2 separate regions of the Oryctolagus cuniculus genome follow, and region 1 is linked to region 2. A link is a contact called in public Hi-C data. All regions are on one chromosome and are shown on one strand. Each heading gives the region's core, a stretch centred on a gene start, on an enhancer-like site or on the middle of the called end of the contact. The rest is flanking DNA. Distances are from core to core; before and after follow the strand shown.

Region 1 (4,491 bases), core at 385-2,884, 110 kb after region 2:
AGCTCCCTTGCCGCACTCTCAGTTCCTCCAGCCTCATCTCCTACTTGCAACGGCACAACTTTCCGATCTCCAATGAAAATATTTCCAGTTGGATCCGATTTCAGAATCGTAGTAAGCGGTGTGGGTGGGGGGAGGATGGGAACTGGTAGTGTGCAGGGGAGGGGGCTGGCAGACGGCATTTCAGCAGTAACTTATTTTTTTAGAACCAGCATGCTCTACCGATCAGAATTTGCAATTACCCAACAATGCTTCCATCACAAACAGACACCCAAACCAGCATCACCGTCATCACCATCTTGCTGAAGATCTGCGCGGTCCAGTTTCCCTGACTTTGTCTCGGTGGAACTTCTCAGACAGTATTTTGGTCGAAGAGATAATGGTTTGAAAGACAAAAACAATAAATCGATACTGAAGGGCTCCCTTTCCGGAGCGATTTCCCCCTGGAAACCACCGAAGGGGGAAGCCTGCCGTTTAATTCCCAAGCCCAGGGCACACAATGCGTGCTTTCAAAAGGGCATTCGTCTGCTTTTAAGGGAATTCCTGTCTTTTCAGAGTCCCCAAACCAGAGAGCACAACAGACTCAAATCCATTGATTAAGGTTTCCGAGAAAAAAGACTAACACACAGCCACGACACAAGCACAAACCAACCTTCGCCGGCTGGACCACTTCTCGCCTGATCTTCTTTCTATTAACGACACGTTAGATTCTGATACATGCCACCCCCCCCCCAAAAAAAATCCAACTAGGCTACAATGTAGCTCTCTAGCTCCACTTAACCTGCAAGTTACAAAGAGAGCAAAAAAAAAAAAAAAAAAAAAAAAAAAAAAATCCTGCCGCCTTCCCACCCCTTTTCCTATGTTCCTACCCCCTCCCCCTCCCGGGTCCGCTCTACCAACGCCAGCCCAAGCAGCCGGCTGCAGGACCGAGGGAGGGTGCAAAGGCGGGGTGGGGGTGGGGGATCAGATTAGGCGAAACTCAATGAGCTCCTAGCCCGACTCTTCCACCATCGCCGCCACCAACGGGCCACTCGGATGGAGCCAGCATCGCTGCCCACCCGCGGGCCGGCCGGAATCGCGCCCCTCCCCGGCAGACTCGCCGGGACCGGCATCCCGCCCCCTCGGCCCCGGCTGCCCCTTCCTGCTCGGTGCAAAGTCAAAGCCCCGGCGAGACCAGGCGAGGCAACGTGAACTTTTGCATGCAGGGCGCGCGCACACACACACACACACACACTCACACACATTCACACACTCACACACACCACCCCGGGCCCGGGCGTGCGGGGGCCCGCGGCGCGGCGGGAGGCTGCGCGCCGGGGCTCCCGGGGCAAGGTCGCCGCGCGTGCTCACCCATGTCCCGGCGGCTCCGGCTCCGCTGGCCCTGGCGCTCGCTCAGATCCCGGCTCCGGTCGCTCGCCGGAGCCCCCAAAGGTGCTGCTGCGGCAACTCCATGGCGATGAGCATCTGTCAAACGGCGAGCCGCGGGGCGGGCCGCCCTCGCTCGGGGGGCTGCGGGGCCCCCGGGCGCGCGGAGGCGGCGGCGAGCGGCGGGCGCCCCGGCCGGCCCCGCGCTTCCCGCCCGGCGCGGCCGCCTCCGCCGCGCCACCGATTTATGGAGAGAGATATCAAGGGGGAAAATGGCGTCTCCGGAGCCCGAGGAGTCCTGGAGTAATCACATTCACACACACACACGCCCGTACGCACACACTCGCTCACACTCGCACACGGGCGCGCGGCGGGCCCGGCTAATTTTAGCAGGAGCCAAAAAAAATTGTATATATATATATAAATATATAAATATATCCCCGTCTCTCCGATCAACGCTATTTCCACCACCTCCCCCCCCCCCCCCTTGTCTTCAAAGGATGGATTGGAGCTTTAAAAATGTTGCTGGGTTTGGGCTCGCAGGAGGCGGCGCGCGGAGGGCGAGGGCGCTTTTGCTGAGCTGTGCAGTTCGGTCCGCGGCGCCCGGCGGCCCTGCCCGCTCTCCGCCCGTCCGCCCGCGGTCGCTAGTGCTGCCGCCGCCGCCGCCGCCGCCGCTCCATGGCCGCGCCCGCCCCGCGCCCCCTTGCCGCCCGCCCGCCCGCGTCCCCGGCGAGAGCTGGAGTGGGGTCGGGCCCGTGTGCCTGCCTCCCGCGCCCTCTCCCGAGTCCCAGAGTCTTGGTGAAAGGAAGGGGGAGGGCGCGGGCGGGGAAGGGGGGGAGGATCGGAGCGGCCGCGCGGCAGAGGCGAGCGGGGACCGCCACCCCGCCGGCCGCCTCGGAGGGGGCGCCGGCGCCCACGCGGCTGGCCCCGCGGGCCCGGGGCCGCTTCTCGGGCGGGAGCCGGTGGAGAGCGAAGAGCGGCCGCTCCCCTCACCTCCCCACCCCCGGGGAATCTCGGTCAATTGGAGGGAGCGGGGTCTAGCCGTGAAGGAGGAGGGAAACAGTTGGTGGCGGCCGATCGGGAGCCCCTCGCCGCACCCCGCGCCCCTAGCGCTCCCCAGCGCCCTCGCGGCCCAGTGGCTTCTGCGCGTCGGAGTCAGCGGCGGAGACTGAGCGGCCGTGGGGAGCGCCTCCGGCTGGGCGCGGGCTGCCGGGCTCAACACCGCCACTGTCTGACACAACAGGGGCAGTGTCGCGGGAGCCGCGCGTCCAGGCGCCGACGTGGTAGGCTCTCTCAACTGGGCGCAGCGTGGTTGCTTTCTTTCTTTTAAGCGGGTCATGAGGCTTCCTTTCCAGGGTTGGTTTTACTTTATTTGTGTATTGTGTTTTAGTAAGCTACTTGTAGGCATCGGGTCCTCGTGTCATTTTTTCTCGTTATCCACCACAGTTAGACTCTTGCAGGAAAGGGCACGGATGGCAACCTCGCAGCTCCCTCCCTGATCCGGGTGGTGGGGATGTCTTTGGTGCTTGGCAAAACGTGGCGGTTACTTTTAGTCTCTGGGCATTTCTGTTGGGGTTACAGAAGGGGCGCTTTTCGGGCCAAGGGAAGAATGGAGAAGCTTAGGGACGCTGTGCACTCCATCAGCTGACTGAGGAAGACTCACAGAGACCTGCAAAGGGCTATGCTTCCAGATCTCCAGGTAGAGGTCACTCCGAACGCAGGCAGCTGAGTTTGACCATGCCTTTCTCTGTGAGAGTTGGGTGAAACTGAGAAATGTTTGGGTGGTGAGTGGGGGGCGGCCCCCTAGCAACCACATCAGCCACTGCCAACCCCGCTTGGCTACAGGGTTGAATTCTGTCGGACGACCTCTTTTTTTCTCTTTTTTACCGGAATGCTCTGGAGCAAGGGAGAAAAAGTGGCTGGACCCCCGCCCCCCCCCCCCCCGCCGCACCTCCCTCTCACGCACACACTCACACACTGGTCCACGCCCCCGGGTGTCAGTCAGGGTTTTGCACAACAATTTATCCCCTTCTAACTCAAATTATCCTCTTTGTTGGGAAGAATGTTCTGACTGGCCACAAACTTTGCCTCCCTTACTCATCACTGCAAGACCTCCAATGGAGCAAGATTTCCTCTGTTCTGCGCTGTGTTGAAGCATAACTATTAATGAGAAAATAATGCTTCATTGGAAAAAATTCAACAAGACATAGGAGCTGATGATGAAAGAAGAGCTGAAGGCACACAATACTATGCCAAAATGACCTCGGTAATCACCTGACCTTTGCCCATCTACTTGTGCGTCCGGATTTCTGATACCCAAGACCAAAGTAGGCAGAGGACTAAGAGTGTGCACCATTGATGCAAAGCAGAAAGTGCGTCCAGAAATCAGAAGGGTTGGCTTGCATCGTGTGAGCCAGAACTGAAGTTTGTTGCCCAAGTCTTTTTCCTTTTAAAATTTAAGCATGTTAACAGGATTGTCCTTCCTGTGGTGTTGTGTTTCTTTGGAGAGAAGTTCAGAGAAGTGTGCGCTGTATTTAAAAGTCTCTGTAATAATGGTAGATCTGTCTGTTGAATCATAGTGCAATAAAAGTTCACCCTCGAGTATCACCAAGTCAAATCCCATCATCTCTAAGTTGAGGAACCACGCAAAGAGATTCAATAGACTTCCCTGAATCATTAAGTTCAGCGAAAGCCATGAATCTGCTACATGTGCCTGGACTTCTCATCCAGAGTTTCTTCTTTATGTGTAGCCCATCTCCCAATGATTAGAAGTGAGAGGAGGGCAAGGAAAGGAGGGATCTTCTCCTTCTTTTAAAAGTGTTATATATGTAAAAATAATACTGTATACCTGCTAATATATAATAAGGTAATGCATAAATATAGTTTTAAATAGGATTGCTAAAAACCAAAGCTCCGGCCGAATGATATGTCTGTTTATAGAATAGGAGCTGTATTTAAATTCTAGCCAAGTTCCACAGAAATTCTTCTCATATTATTTCCCTAGTAGGTCATTTTTTAATTCAGAATGAGACCCTGAAACATAGAAAATCTATAGCTGGTAAAGAAGTTGGGTTAAAAATAGTGTCGGGCAATGTTAAGGGACTGATTTTTGGGATTCTAGGATCATTT
Region 2 (4,001 bases), core at 1,101-3,600:
AATCTGTGGATACTCAAGTACCTTATATAGAATGACATAATATTTGCAAATAACCTGCACATACATCATCAATATAGTCCAAATCATCTATAGATTACTTATAATACCTAATACAGAGTAAATGTTATATAAATAGTTATTGTTATTGGGGCTGGTGCTGTGGCATAACAGGTAAAGCTGTTGCCTCAGACACCGGCATCCCATAGGAGCACCAGGTTGGATCCCGGCTGCTCCATTTCCAATTCGGCTTTCTACTAATGTGCAGGGAAAGCATGGAAGATGGTCCAAGTGCTTGGGCTCCTGCATCCAGGTGAGAGACCCAGAAGAAGTTCTCCTGACTCCTGGCTTTGGACCAGCCCAGCTCCGGCCATTGCAGCAATATGGGGAGTGAATCAGAGGATGGAAGATCTCTCTCTCTCTCTCTCTTTCTCTTTCTCTTTTCTCTCTCTCTGTAACTATGCTTTTAAAATAAATAATCTTTAAATAAACAGTTGTCATACAGGTTAGAGAATAAAGACACAAAAATTCCAGATGCCGTTTTTCCCCCTAGTATTTCCAACACGTGGCAGGTTGAGTCCAGAGATGCAGAAAGCACAGACATGGAGGACTGACTATACAGGAAATCTCCAGTGCTCCTTCTTTCAGCTCTGCCAGTGGAGTTAGATCTGATTCCTCCACCACCTCCCAAATTGTGTGCAGGTTCAAATCTTCCTGGAAAGCTCCACTGCTCTCAATAATTCCAGATGCCTTGGTCTAGGTTTTAGGATGCCAAGGTTCTAGTTCAAGTGCTCCCTTGTGGTTGTTGAATAGAGCAAGTAAGTCCTCCATTCATTGCTAGGACAACCGGGCGTAATTTTTTTCTTAAGTCATCTAAAATTGAACCCTAGAACTAACTCCCTCCAGGTCCTCTTTAGCAATGCCCTCTGCAAGTTTCTGGTAACCACTATGGAAAGTAGATTTACAAAAATTCAGGTCAGTGGCTGCCATCCTTGATATTTATTATTATTATTATTTATTTATTTATTTGAATGTCAGAGTTACAGAGAGAGGAGAGGCAGAGGAGAGAGAGAGAGAGGTCTTCCATCCACTAGTTCACTCCCCAGATGGCCACAATGGCCGGAGCTGCTCGATCTGAAACCAAGAGCCAGGAGCTTCTTCTGGGCCTCCCATGCGGATGCAGGGGCCCACTTGGGCCATCTTCTACTGCTTTCCCAGGCCATAGCAGAGAGCTGGATCAGAAGTGGAGCAGCCAGGTCTCAAACCCAACCCATATGGGATTCCCGCGCTTCAGGCCAGGGTGTTAACCCACTGCGCCACAGCACAGGCCCCGATATTTCTTAATAAATGCTAAGGGAATTGACAGTTGTGTCCAAGAGAAAGGTGTTGGGTTACCCATGCCTGCTCAATCCTGTTCACACACAGCAGGCTGTGTAACTTCGCAAAACAACAACAACAAAATCTATTCAACCCCATCAGTTACAGAACCCAGCAAAGTGGCCGATAATCCACAAACCAGCTCCAATACACCCTTTACCACATGCCAAAGAATTACAGAATAATTGCTGTTTGCAATTAACATACACAGCACTGCAGGTACACTGTGAGCTAAAAATAACATGCTCTCCACAATCCTGTGGCCCACAAGAAGCTTAACAGAGGGAAGGTGGGAGGGGGAGAAGAGAGAGCGAGGGAGAGGAAGGATTTGCCATGAATCCTAAACACCTTCCTAATTGGATAATTAAAAAAGCTCTGGATGGCAGTTCAAAAAGCCTGGATTGTGGTAAGGTCTCCACCACCTATTTAGCCATCTGTGTGGCCTTGGCTTGATCTTGCACCCTATCTAGACTGTTGATAGGATTACAGATTTTGAAACCTAGTAGGAACCCCTTGTAAAGTTATCTAATCTACTGTGTTTTTAACTCTGTCATGCATCAGAACCACCTGGAAAGCTTGACAGAACACACAGCTGGTCCTCTCCACCAGAGCTTCTATGCAGTATTTCTGGGGTGGGGCCCAAGAACAAGCAATTCTAACAAGTTGCCTAGTGCTGCTACTACTGCTGCTCCTGCTACCACCCTCGAGACTACATTCAGAAAAGCACTGATCTGCACCTGGAGATGGAAATCATACCAACCTGAGAGGCAAGAAAAACATTATGCCAATGCCCAAGGTTCATTAGGCCTTTTATATTAAAAAAAAAAAAAAAAAACTGGAGAAGCAGAGGAAAGTTAAAGACAGAAAGAGAGAGCTTCTACCCATTGGTTCATTCCCCCAAATGCATATGACAGTAGGGCCTGCGCCAGGCTGAGGGCAGCAGTCAGGAATTCAATCTGGATCTCCCATGTGGGTGGTAGGAATCCAGTAACCTGAGCTGTCACCACTGCTTCCCAGGCTCTGCACTGTTAGAAAGTGGAGTCAGGAGTCAGATCTGAAAATGGAACCCATGTATTCCGTTGTGGGAAGTGGCTATTTTAACCTCTAAGCCAAACACATACCCTAACCACAAGACCTTTTAAATATCTAGTTATCCAGTCGCAGCATCTGTATTTTTAACAAAGTACCCATGTGTTCTCAAGGTGCAGCCATAGCAGAGCATTGATTGTGTCCAGTTGTCTCACATTATAGGGAACAAAACTGCAGTTCAGAGAATTGAGTAAAATCCGGCACATTCATCTGCAAAAAGGGGAATGGACACAAAACACCTGAGACCTGGACTTATTCGATGGCTGCAACACTCTACAGCTGTATTTCTCCTAGTCCATCACCCACCAAGAATAACAGCCAGGGAGGCCTTCTTTATCTGACTGCCCCAAGCAACCAGGAGAATCTAACAGGGCCATGGTTGGTGGTTGGAAGACGCTAGCATTCTTAAAGTTCTCCTCCGTGTAGTTTCTAAATATAACAGGCAGTCAGACACTCTGAATAACTCTTGGCTGATTTGGCTTCCCTAGGATAAACGTTTTTTTTTTTTTTTCTCCTAGATTATGCTATGCTGGGAATAGAGCCCTAAGGGGAGAAATTCCTTTCCAAAGTCAGAGCAGATAACACCACACCATGTGTGGCATCCAGGTTGTTCTCTGTTGGAAGGAGAAAAAAAGGTGGGAGGCAAACTTCTAACAGCAGCCAACATCAAAAAGGATATTCATACTCAGTTCACGTGGTGTGCACGGAGGGGAGGCAGAGCAAGCAGGAGATGTGGTCAGGCCATAGACAATGAACACATCCTGCTGGCAGAGAGAGGAATGGGCTACAGGTTCAGGGGCTCCAGGTGGCTGTGGCACCATGAAAACTTCCCATGACAGCAGGCAGTGGTGGCTGCCCTGTGCTAGCTCCCAGCAAAGATTCAGAGGTCTCTTCACTGTGCACAGCTCACTCCCTGGGAGGTACACCCAGGTGTATGCAGCTCCTACTTCATTTCCCTGCCAGAAAGCAGCCACCCTTACCTGTCCTGGCTCTTGTTGCTCTTCACATTGGGGGAGAATTTGGTATGAACTAAAACTTGCCTGTACCATATGCAGAAAATGGTATCTTCTCTCTCACATCATACAAAATCCTTCCTCCTGGTTTCATGCAGGCCAAGCCTCTGTATTTTCCAACAGGATGATAAATCTGAGTGTGACAGACCTCCAGGTGATACCTGAAACCACAGGTAGCATAGAACCCCATACACACCAGGTCTTGTTTGCAATAGATACATGCGTTTGATAAAGCTTAACGTGTAGATTTGGCAGAATAAGAGATAGCCAATAAGTAGTAAAATTGAGAAATTGTAACAATATACTATGCAAATGTTGTCCCTCTCTCTCAATGTATCCCCCTAAACTGTACTCACCCTTGTGCTGCTGTGAGATGATATAGTGCCCACGTGAGGAGATGCACTGAGGTGAATGACACAGGCATTGGGACATAGCCTTGGGCTTTGATGTAAGGGTTACTTGAAGGCAAGCACTGTGGTGCCACAACATTCCATCTGACAAAGACGACAGCTACTCAGTGACTAA

The links. Hi-C and Micro-C count contacts between places; a contact is called where the count stands out from the background.
Region 1: a contact with region 2 is called in a Hi-C map of an unstated tissue, with 2.5 times the contacts expected there. The contact joins the promoter of LOC108177140 here to the enhancer-like site in region 2. A contact is called at or near these places in 2 of 6 Hi-C or Micro-C datasets (skin fibroblasts and an unstated tissue).

The regions. Positions count from the first base shown.
Region 1 is chr10:32,724,799-32,729,289 of mOryCun1.1, forward strand. It overlaps LOC108177140, which reads left to right and starts at 1,635. Exons shown (of 2, transcript XM_070050269.1): 1 at 1,635-2,645. The coding sequence starts at 1,635. The coding sequence ends at 2,534. SETBP1 (SET binding protein 1) reads right to left here and starts at 1,491. Exons shown (of 6, transcript XM_008261251.4): 1 at 1,348-1,491.
Region 2 is chr10:32,614,246-32,618,246 of mOryCun1.1, forward strand. All of the region lies in intron 2 of SETBP1 (SET binding protein 1), which reads right to left. Among named protein-coding and RNA genes, the nearest start is that of SETBP1, 110 kb to the right of the region's middle. Within about 2 kb of position 2,351, at least 1 of the 8 cell types and tissues checked has an H3K27ac peak or open chromatin away from gene starts, as enhancers often do.